2 separate regions of the Gossypium hirsutum genome follow, and region 2 is linked to region 1. A link is a contact called in public Hi-C data. All regions are on one chromosome and are shown on one strand. The core of a region is the stretch at or near the end of the contact, and the rest is flanking DNA. Distances in the headings are between cores, read along the strand shown. Region 1 holds the start of LOC107887210. Region 2 holds the start of LOC107948120 (UDP-glycosyltransferase 73D1).

What was found. Hi-C and Micro-C count contacts between places; a contact is called where the count stands out from the background.
Region 2: a Hi-C map of leaf shows a contact between it and region 1, with 2.9 times the contacts expected there. The contact joins the promoter of LOC107948120 here to the promoter of LOC107887210 in region 1. A contact is called at or near these places in 8 of 34 Hi-C or Micro-C datasets (callus, leaf and petal).

The regions. Positions count from the first base shown.
Region 1 is chrA04:64,141,885-64,149,251 of Gossypium_hirsutum_v2.1, reverse strand. It overlaps LOC107887210, which reads right to left and starts at 3,783. Exons shown (of 10, transcript XM_041111059.1): 1 at 3,635-3,783; 2 at 3,383-3,518; 3 at 2,632-2,857; 4 at 2,408-2,531; 5 at 1,710-1,798; 6 at 1,552-1,594; 7 at 1,117-1,173; 8 at 935-1,031; 9 at 52-146. The coding sequence starts at 3,425. It also overlaps the pseudogene LOC107887212.
Region 2 is chrA04:63,916,176-63,923,542 of Gossypium_hirsutum_v2.1, reverse strand. It overlaps LOC107948120 (UDP-glycosyltransferase 73D1), which reads left to right and starts at 3,887. Exons shown (of 1, transcript XM_016882589.2): 1 at 3,887-5,654. The coding sequence starts at 3,982. The coding sequence ends at 5,448.

The sequences.
Region 1 (7,367 bases), core at 2,534-5,033:
ACGAGCAAATAGTTTAAGACAAGTTGGCCAAGAATTTGAGTGGCTACTCACATTAAGATGAATTCTTGGCTTGCCTTCCTTCTTATTACCTACTTGTCTGACTAAATTACTGCCAGTTTTGCTTGATAATGATGAAGCATGTTTACCTGTTCCAAATTAAGCTGGGTTTAGAAGAACGATGAACAGTTCTTTCTCTGGTGAAACCATGGAAATTAAAAGCATTAGAGGTCTTAAGTAGAACCTAAATTTATCAAAATAACATATATTTCTTTCTAGAAATTAAACAGATTTTGCAGGTGATAAGAAAACAGGAAAATGTAATTGATATTTGCTTGTCGATGAAAATAGGAACATATTAGGTTGAAGCATTGCATTAAGAATTGGGTACTGCAAACCCCACAAGCAGTTAGCATCCTAATCCTCTAACCATCAAAGTAATGAGGCCCAGATGCTCAAACCACAGATGCTATCAATTTTCAATCTACAATTGAAAAATAACACTATAGTAGACCTATAAGAATGCCTATGAACCAAATAAGAACGATGCTAAATATTAAGTTCGATTCACATTTTAAAGAATGCGGATTAAAACATAATAGTATGAAGGAATTGGATAACCCAAGTGTCTTAATGCAAGGCAACTAGACAAAAAACTTATAACTACACCAAGTGTCTCAATCAGATTTAAGAGTAATGAAGAGATTGATATTTTCTGTATATCATGGAGGATAGACTAGTGGCACGTAAGACCTGTCTGTATTCCAGTCTTTTGATCTACAATAAGTATAGGAGATAATAAGAATGAAGCAATGATGAATATCCCCAACTTTTAAATCGTGTATCTTCCTCAGCTCAATTTATTTGTCTTCTGTTTTTTCAAGTATGTTAGAAGGTTAAAAGTGTAACACAGAGATAAGTGCAATGCAACACAAACCAGATTTTTTGTCTTGCCGATCAGATTGAGGGAAAGGATCAGGGCTTCCAGGCAACTGCTTACATGATTTTATATGTTTCTTCCTCTGTACTATTGCCTGCAATTAGGCAAGAATACAGTTGCAGAAGTTGAAAAATGAAGCAATGAAAACAAATGGCACATTTCATGGAAATATTCAATACTTGTTTCAAAGCATCTTGAAAATTTTCCATTAAATTGCAGCTCCTTTCTTCAAAGCACTGGCAAAAAGGAAAAACACTTATTTTAAAATTAGATTTCACACAACCCGTAATTCATGTGCTGAAAAAAAATAAGTTAAAGATAACATCAAGTTCCCATATATGTATATCATAGAACCACTATTTCTTTTATCATATCTTGTTGTGACTTTCAAAATCACCATAAAATTTCCGTTCGCATTGCACAAACCAAGAAAGGAGGTATTCCCCTCCAAGCCTCCTAAATACTTCAAATGAATATCACAGGTGGAAAGAAAGAATATAAAAAAAGAAGAAACAAAAGCAGATTCTTTATTGCAAGTTCTAAGGAACGATAATATTTATTAAACTAAATCAATACTGATAATTTTGGCATGGCTAGACAAAGCCTATACTTACATCCTCAAGCATTGAAAGATCTCTTGCTGCATTAATCCAAGCACTGAAAAGAAATTAGCTAATATTTAAGATCATATAATGAAAAAATCCTGTAGAACAATAAAACTTTCACAGTTCTAGGATAGAGGCTACATTAGCTTACAATGGGGGTACTATACCTGTCATGTTTTCCATAAAACTTTACTAAAACATGTTCCTCGGTTTGTTGGATTGTTGAATCAACTAAAACGGACCTTTTTTCAATGATCTGTAATGTCAAGTAAGAGCTTTTAAGAGTACTTCTGAAGAGGGGAAAAATTGTTCCATGCAAAATACATATCTGAAGAGAACGAGAAGTTTCAAGTCAAAACTGAAATTATCTAATGGAGATGGGAAAAAGAAGTTTTCCCAGGCTAAGAAAGTTACAGGTATTAGTCAAAGACACTTAAATGATTAAACCTGCTGTTAGCTGCTGTACTTTAGTTATGCAAAGTTTCTATCTCCATTAGAAAAGATCAGTACAAAAGGGTTTCAGAAGTGAAAGGGTTAGAACTTCATTTTCCAAGTTGAAAGCCACTGATATCGGGTGAAAGAATTTCAATCCATTCTGCATAAAATTAGGTATAGGATGATCTTTGAAGAGAAGTGCCAACAGGCTTCCAACAATTCTTTTCCCTTTTTAATTACAGAACATGCACATCAACAACCAGAAAGCAAAAAATCAACAAAAATGAAGGGAAAAAGTGCAAATCCTACAATCAATATATATAATATATAACTGCAGCTATGGATTCTGTCACGCACATGACTGTATATACAAAACAAAAAGATCATCTACGTCATATTTTGAAACAACATAAAAATAACAGTATCTTACTTGAGCAGGCCACCACACTTGGCAAGCTGTTTTGGCCCATACCGCATTTCCTGGAGTTATGCAAACACCAGTGCTTCCTCTAACTTGTAACTTCTTCACATCACTCTTTTGTTCCACTACGTTCCTACTTCAACAAGAAAAAAGGGATAAAGAAAGTTCTCAAGTAAATAAAGAATATAACATGAAAGCAACCATAAGAAAACTGCCCATAGCATTATACATACTGGACCACTCTACCACTGCATGGATCACTAGCTGTATCTGGAGCAATTGGTTCAGCTTCTAACGCCGGAAATTCATAGAAATTTAACACAAATCTTGATCTTTTATCACACGAGCCACTGAAAGCAATTGAGTCATCCACTATATTTCCATCCTGTTTATCATCGAAATTAGTTAAGGTTACACTGGAAGCTTCATCTCTATCATAGGAGCACTCTTGTAAGGAACCTGTGAAACAGTTACCAAGATTAAAGGTTACAGTTCTCCAAAATGCTTTTGTGCATTGCTAACTATAACAGTCTCTCTATCTTGGAAGCAGAACTTCAAAGAAAGTGATAACAGACTGAATGAATAATCATACAATACACTTAAAAGAACTTCAGAACCTAACAAATTCTGCTCTTATCAAGTTGTTATACAGAATTATCCGTATAAATTAAGATCATTATGCAAACAGAACAAGTGGCAAATACATAATTATTCATAATGGATGCACTAAAATTTACGACGTTCAATATTTCTCCTCAAATAATATCCAAGATATACATTTAGGGTCATTTACACCGTAACAATTACCCAATTCACAAGAAAATTTCATTCTTTGAGGAACAATCCTTCCTCTATAATCAAGAGTAACATAAAATTTGTGACTCCAGCAACATTTAAACATACCCAATTACACCAAAAAGAAACGAAAGGTGATAGAATATGCGCAAGAGAGAGAGAGAGAGAGAGAGAGAGAAACTGAAATACCAGAAGCGGATGGGGAAGCAGGGGAAGAAAAAGAGGAAGGCATAGGTTCAGCTTTCCTGGACTGCTTACTGAAGTTTGGAGCATTTTCAATTTGATTCAATCCCTTTACCTTTTGCTTCTTCTTCCCGGGTGATTTCTTCTTTGCCATTGATGTAGACAGTTAGGCGATTGAGGGGGGAAAAAGGGTTTCCAAGAGGAACCCTAGAATTAGAAAATAAAAGAAGGGGGGAGAGTCTTAAGTCAGGTGCTTACCAGTTACAACGTGAGAAATTGGGCTGAAATGGTCCACGTTTCGTGTCTTTTATTTTACTTAGCTTTTTCCAACTCTGTTGCTGTATTCAATACTCTGCTGTCAACCAAAATAACAGTTTTTTTTTCTGGATTCAACTTAATTTGATTCATTCAGGATTATTTAACAACAGGACTTTGCATTTATTTAGTTATAGTTTAGCGCTGCAAATAAGAATTATTACAATGCCTGAATTGGTAGAGTTATAAAGGACAGAATGTAACATTGTAAGCACTTGCCCCACTGCATTTGTATATTGGAGGATCGTTGTCTCCCGGATATGTATGTGCCAACTGACAAAGTTCCTTAAATCTTTTTGAGAAGTCATTAGGCTGGCAAGCCTGCCCTGTAAGCTTCCGGTGCAACAATATTTGGGATCTTTCAACGCATCACATGGACTATTGCATCCCACATAGGCTCGATTTTTGTTTATAGCCACCAAGGATGGAGGGCACACATCTCCCATATCCTTGATGCAGTCGACAACGGGGCACACTTCGGACCCTCCAACCAACGTGCCACCAATCGGTTGAATTCGGACTGGCACATTGAACCCATGGTTCAGGCTCACTTCGTAACAGACCACATTCTGGTTAATGTTGAAATTCAGGAGTGTCTCTGGTGGTTTTGGTGGTGGAGATTGGCAATCGACCGAGCCAGACCCGCAGTCTCCGGTCTCGCAAGTAAAATTAACTTGGGAAGCATCGTACGAGCATTTCGTCCGTAACCAGAGGCTACCGGTCCAAGGATCTGGCATGGAGAATATTTCCAATGTGCCTGGCCCCCTCTCGGGATCACCATCGCCAACGGAAGGACTGGCTGATAGCCACACTGAGAACGAGCATTCATTGTCAAAGTTGAAGGTTAAATCAGACTGCACAAATTTACCTGTAAATTTAGATCAGCAATTAAGATGTCAGTCTCTCTACTTCAAAAATCCATGCAATTCAAGTAGACAAATCTTAATGTTTATCAATTGAGTTAAGCCTAATTTGCCATTGATACTAACAAAAAAAATATGATAATAGCAACCTGAAATAACTAATACGAGGACAAGACTGAAAATTGCTTTACTGCCCATTGAAGCTTGAACCTTAAGTTTTAGATGGATATATACAATTTACATGCTTTAGAATGGGGATTATATACAAAACAGCTATTTATTCTTGGTAAAAACAAATAAAGCATAATTTTAAGGTATCAAATTAAAAATTCATAATTTTATTAGTGGATTTTATATTAAAAGGATACCTTAAGTGTAAGAGGTAAGTTAACCAATTGAAAAGAAAATTCATAACTTTATTAGTGGATTTTATATTAAAAGGATACCATAAATAGAAGAAGAAGACGAAGAAGAAGAAGCATATCTTTTACATTAATTATGATTTCCCCACCTGTTTAAGTTCATCTTATTTTGTATCCAACCAAATTTATCTCTTTTTTTTTTCTTTTTTTTTTCTTTTTTCTTTTGAGAAAACCTAAATTACTGTGGTCCTTAATTACCAAAGAAATTACTGTGGTCCTTTGACCCCAAAAAAACAGGGTAAAAATACACTTGCATAGACAATAATTATTTAGCCATACCTGTTCCATAATATTATATAATGGAATAGTTGAACAAAAAAAATTTACTATATAATGGAATGTTGTGAGAAATATTATTTTCCAAGTTATAATTCTAGAATTATATTAACAATTAGAATATATTAAAATTTACCGTTACCTTATAAAACATATACAATAAATTTAAATCGAATTTATATGATAAGATATAAATTTTATTGAAGGTGATTATTTACCATGGAATGTTTCACTCCCTCAATGGAATGTATTGTTCTTGTGGGGGGTTTGTCTTCTAAACTCCAAAGAGACCCAAAGGGTTCACGGAATTTAGAGAGCACATCAGTTGATGTAGATATAACCTGCAATCTCACAAGATAGAGTTATTTAAGCCTTAGCTGATGATTCGATCCCCTATAGGTGTATCATGCATAATTAATATTTCACATAATGCTAATACTTACCCTATAAACTTGCAAATCGTATTTATATCAATCGAGACGCTCATTAAACTCTATAAATCTCTTTAGACTCTTTTCAAAATACAAGAGACAAATCACCTCACCAAAACATTACTTTAAAATAAGAGACTTCATTGCAAATACTCATAAATAATAATATTGTAGAGAACTAATCAGAATTAATATGGAAATAAATCTCCTTACATATTTGAAGTTTTTAGGCAACTTCAAAGGTAAAAATATAGGGTAAATTATATCTTTATTGATTCTAATTTACATAGAAGTATGGGAAAACCCGAAAAGTATATCTCATTCCCACCCATGGAAGCAAAACGACATTTACGTATGAGATTGTAAATGACTAAAATCTGGAATACCTATGGTGTCTTAAAAGGAAAAGAAAAAAAAAGAAATTAATAATCTTTTTTTATATCTAATAACAATTATATATATAATATATTTAGGGTGGGTTTAGATGGACGGTGTGTTTGTCTACGGTTAATATAAAAATAGCGGTGACAATAAGATTAAATACTGTAACGATACTGTAATGTGAGACAAAAAGTAAACTAAACACACCGCACTACACCGTACCGTTTATCGAAACCCACCATTAGTCAAATCCACCAAATCAGTTTACAAATGCAAAAAAACAGTAAACTATGTGTTAATACAATAAAAATGTCTTTTGGTATATTTTTCATCTCAAACTATATATTGTAATCGATGGGCGTCAAAACTACCAAATATAAAATCATATACTCTAACTTAATTAAATAGTAGTATAGAGTAATAGGGTCGATTCCACAGGGACTGGATTACTAATTTTCTTGTTTCTGTGGCCAACTGAGTCTAGACAGTTGTCGTGCCCTCAACCTATACGTGCAAAATTGTAAAATAAATGAAAGAGGGAATTTAGTTGATAGAGAAAATAGAATAAACAATAATATAATATAATATAATATAAATGGATTTGAGATTGCAAAATAAAATTAAGTGAATTAAATCAAATTAGGGAACTAAATATATTAAAATTCAGCCTCAGCCTCAGCCTCAGCCTCAGCCTCAGTATGCTTCGAACTTGAACCGATCCTTGAAAAATAGTTTTTCCCTTCCAATGAATAAGTTGGTTATAGCGACCAAGGACGCCTCAACCGCCAACTTTCCCTCTTGTAGTCGATTCCGGTACGACCTGCAAATCAACCATTGTCGAATTTCCAACCACGTGACACGTGCCCTTAATTTAATATTTCGACAGCTTTGTGATCTAGAAAGCCCAACTTGAATTAATAGCCATAACCGCGTGGGTCGTTTAAATCCGATCACTGTCTCCTTTGATGGAATCCAACTAGCTTTTTTCAATTGAACAGGCCAATTTGTTTGCAAGAATTCGAGTACAGCATGACCGAATAAACTTCCCAATTGTATGCCAAACTATTCCAACCCAAAACGCGCTTTGAGTTGAAAATCAATCAACTTTAAAGGACGAATTTGTACTATCTTATATACCAAAGAGATAGTGAATACCGAATTGAAAAGTTTTTAGTATGGGCTCATATCTCACGATTATTTTGTCAGAGCGATAACCAGGCTAAAGCTAAAAGGGACTTACCTAAGCATGAAGTTAATCATGCTAGTTGGTGTATAGAAATGATATTTAATGGAATTGGTGGAA
Region 2 (7,367 bases), core at 2,638-5,137, 230 kb after region 1:
AAGTCGAGTTTTGGGGTGATTTTCCTTTGTACGATTACGGGTGTTCGAGTGGAAGTCTACGTAGAGGTCTCAATCGATGGTCGTTATACGATCATAGATTGAAATATAATGGGGGAGCCAGTATGTGGCCACAAGCTCAAACTTTTCGGATACTCACAAATGTTGCCTTATAAATATCATATAGAAGTTTGAGGGCATAACTATAGAAAAAATCGTGGGGCTTCCCGCTATAATCGGTGTAATTTTTTTGTCCATCTTCACACTACCGGTATCTTTAACCTTCCTTCTTATCCGAAGGCCGACACCGCTATGGATGTAGGAGAACTCTCAGGTGGGGAACAGCTATTGTGGGTGATAATAGTTTTCGTTATTAAGCAACTCATTAATAAGTAAAACCACTGTCGTGTCGACCTAAGTTTGACCTCTATTGTGTCGGAACATTCGCTCTTCGCCTGAGAGCCCTATTGTGTCCACCTTAATGTCAGCCTTCGGATAAGAATGAAAGGTTAAAGATATCGGTTGCTTGAAAATAGAGAATTACGTCGATTACATCGGAAATCCCTCCATTTTTTTCCTATGATTATGGCCTCAATCTTATGTATGATATATATAAGGCATCATTTGCGGGTATCCAAAAAGCTTGAACTCATGACCGTATAACGACCGTCAACCAGCCCTCAGTTATACCCGAACCCATGACCGCATCATGAGTGTCGATTGGGACCTCTATCTAGACTTCGACCAGTGACCGTATCAAGCAATGTCACCCCAAAACTTAACTTCCCTAGGATGAATTTTTGAAGTAATGGTCCTATCCCGCCATGACATATGAAATGTATGTGTTCTGAAGCGCATTATCACATCCCCAACCCCTCAAATCTACCTATAAACCTTCGTGATTTCACCCTTAAACCTTAACCTTAAACCCTTAAAAACCCTAACCTCAACAAAAACCCTAAACCTGACAAAATTAAAAAACCCTAACCTAGGAGAGGCTTTCCCTCTCTAAAAATGATCTATTTCTCTAAATTAAAAAAAAACCCTAAAAGGCCAAATAAAGTTTTTTTTAGCATATATCAGTAATTTAGCCTGATAAAAATATAAATACGAAGAGTTGAATTTATGATTTTATATATTCTTAAACAAAAAGTAATTAATTGGTTGGTGTTCGGAAGAGTAAAGACACTATTATTCTTTTTTAAGACTTTTAAATTACTCATAATTTCAATATCTAAAATGTAGAATATAACGTGTTTGAAACCTATATCTTTCCATTTGAAACATTATTTATTGTTATATTTTATGCAATGCTCGTTACTGTAATAACCATACATTTTTTCTTATTATTAGTTTCATCAAACGAGGTGAATTCATCAAAATTTTAAATTTATTACTTTAGTTTATTTTGTATATTTTTAATCTTGTATCCAAAGGAATTCATCAAAATTTTGAATTTATAGCTTTTGATTTACCTTGTATATTTTATAATCATTTATTTGAAATCCAATTAATTTTTTATTTTAAAATTTTAGAATTTTAACTTTAAAATTAATTAATTATAAAAAAATATTTATTTTAATAGTAAAATTAATCCTTGAATTAATTGATTATCATATAATATAAATATAAATAATAATTTTTATAGGGTTGAACTTTGGACTGAATTTTTTATATAAATAATATAAAGTTTAATTCATAATCGATTAAAGATAAAACTATAATATAAATAAATTTGATTAAAAAAATATAAAATAAGCCATAATCGGTTAAAGATACAACTTAAAAAAGTTTAAGTCATAATATTAATTTATATGATATTAAATTATTTTATATTATAAAATAAATATAATTAATTATTCAAAACTAAAGTAATAATCAAATTATTAAAAATATGTAAAGATATTAAATTGGTTTAATAATTAAATGGGAATCAATGCAAATAAATTGAAAGTATATTAATTTAATAATTAATAAATTTGATGATATAATTCGAGATTTTCAGAAGCGTTATTGATTTGTCGGTTTGATTAATTTATTCGGTTTGATTAAGTAAATCATTAAAAAATTATAAAATATTAAATATTTGACCCAATAGATTTTGAACCTAGTTCAATCAATCTCTAACAATTTTTGGATTACCATGTCAATGCATTTCTCTAAATTGGTACTCCAATTGATTTCCTATCTAACCAATTCAAACAACCTTAATATTATTTTATTAAAAATAAAAATTTACATATTTATTTTTAAAATTCTTTTAATAAATTACTATCTTTAATTTGTTATCCGTTTATAAACTTATACATTAAAATACATCAAATATTATTTTGGGTACATGAATGCTAATTATTACCTTATTATATAAACTCTTATTTTCGTTTTTTTTTACGACTTTCAACATGTGGAACCTTTGACTTATTGGATTTAAATATATTTTTAGATAAGTTTTGGATAATTAACTACATTCTTTTTGTCATATAAATTAAATGTAAAAAATTGAGATATTAAATAAAAATTAAAATTAAAAAAAGTTATTTGACACAAATATAAAATATATACCTTATGGCGTGAGCACTTAGGTGTAAATTGATTTTAATATATCCCGTGCAAAGGGACATCATCAACAGAAATGTTTAACTGCAATTGACAACAAAAGAGAGTTTGGTTGCTCCAAAAAGTCAGATTTAACAACTTTGAAGACTCCGTCGACATGAAGAAAGACAAGTAAGGAGCACATTCACTTTCCCATTCCAATACATTAAGTAGTAGAATCAAATTTCTTGGAAGATACTTCAATTATATTTAAAAAGTCTCTTTTAGGTATTTTTAATAACAAATTGTGTGACTTCATTTTTTAAAAAAATTAATTAATATTATGCATTAATTTTTTAGCTCGGGATCAATTTCCCTCGATAATATTATTTTTAATTAATGTAAAAAATAAACAAAAATAACAAATAATAATAGTACGTTTTTTTATTCAATTGTATTTATGATTTCTGGTTGTATTTGAATTTAAAATTTTAAAATTTATGATTTTATAAAAAGGGTTAAATTAGGATTTAGTTCTAAAAGAGTCCAGGGTTGTAAAATTTTATACAAAAAATAGATTAATTTTAGAGTTAAAAATAATAATAGTTAATTTGATATTTCTTGTTGTATTATATTATTCGCAATGTTGTTTGAACTGAATTAGATCGGTCAGTCGGATTAGTTTAGAAAGTGATTTTGAACCAATTAAATCGAAAATCGGTATGAACTGATTGAATCGATTAAAAATAGTTGACTTGACGATTGAATCAATTGCTTGACTGATGAATCAATGACTTAACCGATTCGACTACCAGTCCAATTTAAAAAAAACATTAATTATTCATTTACTCTAAAAAAATATTGTTGGATCATCATAATGTAAATTAAAATCTAATATAATTAGTTAACAGTAAGAATTTTGGGATTAATTTCAGCATAGGACAATCTTAGGAAAAAAATATTTATGAAGAAGAAGGAAATAACGCGAAAGCTTCTTGATGTAATTGATTGAAGAAAGCGACAAAAAATGTTATCAACATCAAATCTGATATAAAACGAGGAAATAGAAGCTTAAAGACCAACCAATCTATCATCAGAGCTATGATTAGCGTGGTTGCCGGGGTAAAGCCACAAGGCCGACAAGTTGACTAATTCAACACCAAACATAGGGCATGAGATGACTTAATCAAACACAAAATCCAAGTCAAGTCAATTATATATATATTAGTTAGATAGATATTGATAGAAAAAATGAAGTAAACGATATTATACATACTAATTATTTAACATTCCCTTTTAACTAATATATATTTGGACTTATTCAAAGTCAAGCTCACCTTATAAGACCTGCAATTGGTAAGAAACCTTCAAAAAAACGTATAGACGTGATATTAAGAACAAAATTTAGGTGACCAACTCGACTGGCCAAAGTTGGAATTGTTCGTCTCAATGGCCGAGCAACTACACTTCGTGTTGATCCCGCTCATGGCGCAAGGTCATATGATTCCTATGATTGACTTGGCCAAGCTTCTTGCAGAACGAAGGGTGATGGTAAGCTTAGTCACTACGCCCCACAATGCGTCCAGGTTCGACTCGGTCATCCAACGAGCTACCCAATCAGGGCTTCAGATCCAAGTAGTGAAAATCCCATTTCCATGCCGGGAAGTCGGACTCCCTGTGGGATGCGAGAACCTTGACACTTTGTCTTCCAGGGATCTATTGAAAAGGTTCTACAATGCACTCGGAATGTTGCAAGAACCATTGGAACGATTCCTGGAGCAACAAAAGCCGCTTCCCAGCTGCATAATATCAGATAAGTGTCTTTCCTGGACTTCCAAAACTGCTGAAAGGTTTAACGTTCCCAGGATTGTTTTCCATGGGATGGGCTGTTTTTCATTGCTGTGCTCTCACAATGTGAAGCTTCACAAGGCTCATCTTTCGGTTGCTTCGGATACGGAACCGTTCGTGGTGCCGGGATTGCCACAAACGGTGGAGATAACAAGGGCTCAACTTCCTGGAGCATTTGTTAGTCTGCCAGACCTGGACGATGTTCGGAACAAGATGCAAGAGGCCGAAATGAGTGCTTTCGGTGTTGTCATAAACAGCTTCAATGAACTAGAGCAAGGGTGCGTGGAACAGTACCAGAAGGCTATAAAGAAAAAGGTTTGGACCATTGGACCGGTTTCTTTATGCAACAAGATGAACTTGGACAAATTTGAAAGAGGAAACAAAGCATCGATCAAGGAACAAAAATGCATGAAATGGCTCGACTCGAAGGAACCAAGGTCAGTTATTTACGCTTGCCTGGGTAGCCTATGCCGTCTAGTTCCAGCACAACTAATAGAACTGGGGTTAGGTCTAGAAGCATCACAACAACCATTCATTTGGGTAGTCAAAACAAGCGATGAAAGAGCTGAGGAGCTAGAGAAGTGGTTTTCAGAGCAGAAATATGAGGAGAGGATCAAAGGGAGGGGGCTTTTGATCAAGGGTTGGGCTCCACAAGTTCTTATCTTATCCCACCCTGCAATAGGAGGGTTCATAACTCACAGTGGTTGGAATTCAACCATAGAATCTGTATGCTCCGGGGTTCCAATGATAACATGGCCTCAATTCTCGGAACAATTCTTTAACGAAAAACTCATCGTCCAAATTCTGAAGATCGGAGTTGGGGTTGGGGTTGAAGTCTCCGTTAGATGGGGTGAAGAAGAGAAACTGGGGGTGTTGGTGAAGAAACATCAAGTTGAGAAAGCCATAGATATGTTGATGGATGGCGGTGAAGAAGGCGAAAACAGAAGAGTTCGAGCACGAAAGCTTGCTGAAATTGCAAGGAAGTCTCTGGAAAACGGTGGATCATCTTACTGCAACATGTCACTCTTAGTGAGAGACATATTGGAGGAAATCACTAAGTCTCAGTAACACCCTCCATCTGCAGGTTTAATTTAAACGTTCGTAAACCATTACAAAAGGTTGGATTTCCTCTTTTCTTTTCTCTCGGAAGGCCTTTGAATGTATAATTGCGAGTAACCTCTAAACAATTTCTATTTTAATACCTTCATTATTGTTGAAGTAATCTTCTTTTCTATGTAAGTTCAAGTGATCTTCAAATCATTCTTTCTTATCTACTATACTACTACTACTACTACTACTATTATTATTATTGTTATTATTATTAAAAAGTTCAAGTAAACTTGCGTTGCACAAATTCAAATATTATTTAAATACTAAATTAGATTTTTCTAGTATATATTATATTCTCAAAAAGAAAAATTTAGGTTCAAATTTTGAAAACAATATTATTGAAAAGAATAACAAAAAATTCTAAAAGAATTAATCTATTCCCATATTAAGGTTTGGACTTTTTTATATTTAAGTTATTCTTTAAACTTGACAATTATTATTACATTGGAGCATAAACACAATTGTTCCCACATTAAAGTCTGAACTTCAGATACGATGTTGGGATTTAGTACTCTTAGTGTAGTTGTTCGTTATTAATACTTGTAATTTTTCTTTTTAAATAGATTGGTTAATAAAATTTCATAGTTAAAGTTATTATATTTTGTATATTTGTCCTCAATGGTTTATTCATGAAAAACAAAATGTATAAGTAAATATTGGCTCATTGGTTACCTAACATTTAACTAATATTAATTTACATCATGTGACTAAATCGTGATGCAAGAAGACAACTTATATTAATAGGTAATCTAAATGGTCCATTATTTGAAGAATCAAAATTAAGCAAATTGATTCAACGACTATATAAGTTCAAGTAATCTCCTTTTCTATGTAAGTTCAAGTGATATTCAAATCATTCTTGCTTATCTATTATTATTATTATTAGTAAGAAGTTGAAATGAACTATAGATAGTTGCATTGCACAAACTTCGAATATTATTTAAATGCTAAAATTAGATTTTTTTTAGTCTTAGGTTAAGCGATAAGGTACATTATATTTTTTCAAAAAAATATATAGGTTCAAACTTTGAAAACAACATTATTGAAAAGAATAATAATAAATCTCGAAAGAATTAATCTATTCCCATATTAGGGTTTGGACTTTTTCTATGTCTAAGGGTGAGTTTGGATGGGCGGTGCGTTTACCTGTAATTAGTGTAAAAGCAGCGGTGGCGATGAGATTAGATACTGTAGCGTGAGACAAAAAGTAAGCTAAACGCATTGCACCGCACCGCCGTCCCAAACCCACCCTAAGTTAGCCCTTAAACTTGATAGTTATTATTACATTAGGGCATGAACATTTTAGTCCTTAAACTTGACAGTTATAATTTGTTCAAAAACCGATTTGAAAATGGTTTTCTTAGCGGAAAATTAAAATTTTGAAAATTGACCCGAGTTGTGATAATTATAGCAATAAACCCCAACCAAATTCATACTTGTGTTTTCGGCTTAGCAGACTTTTATTGTTCCCGACTTTCAACCAAACAATCTTATTCGCTATTCTCGTACCATGAATTGCTTCGAGTGTGGGCTCGAACTAGATGTATCGAAGCACAAAACTAGATAAAGTTTTCTCTATTTTATTTGGGGTGAAAATAAAAATTCTCTCTTCTTAATAGAAACCGACAGAATTATTATTCTGGAAAAATATGCTTGATAGTTGAGAATAAATTCTTTCTATTTTTCGGCAAAGTAACAATCTCTTAAAGTTATATATAATGCTCTACGGTACCATCTACTTAAAAGAAAGAAAAGGTAGAACCATTGTTAAGTTGTAGTAGTCTATTTCAAATAAAAAAGTAACTTCCTACTTAGAGTAGGAGTGAGGTGGACGACGCATCGTAGTATTCCTACTAGGGTTGCCACCCCTTCCATGT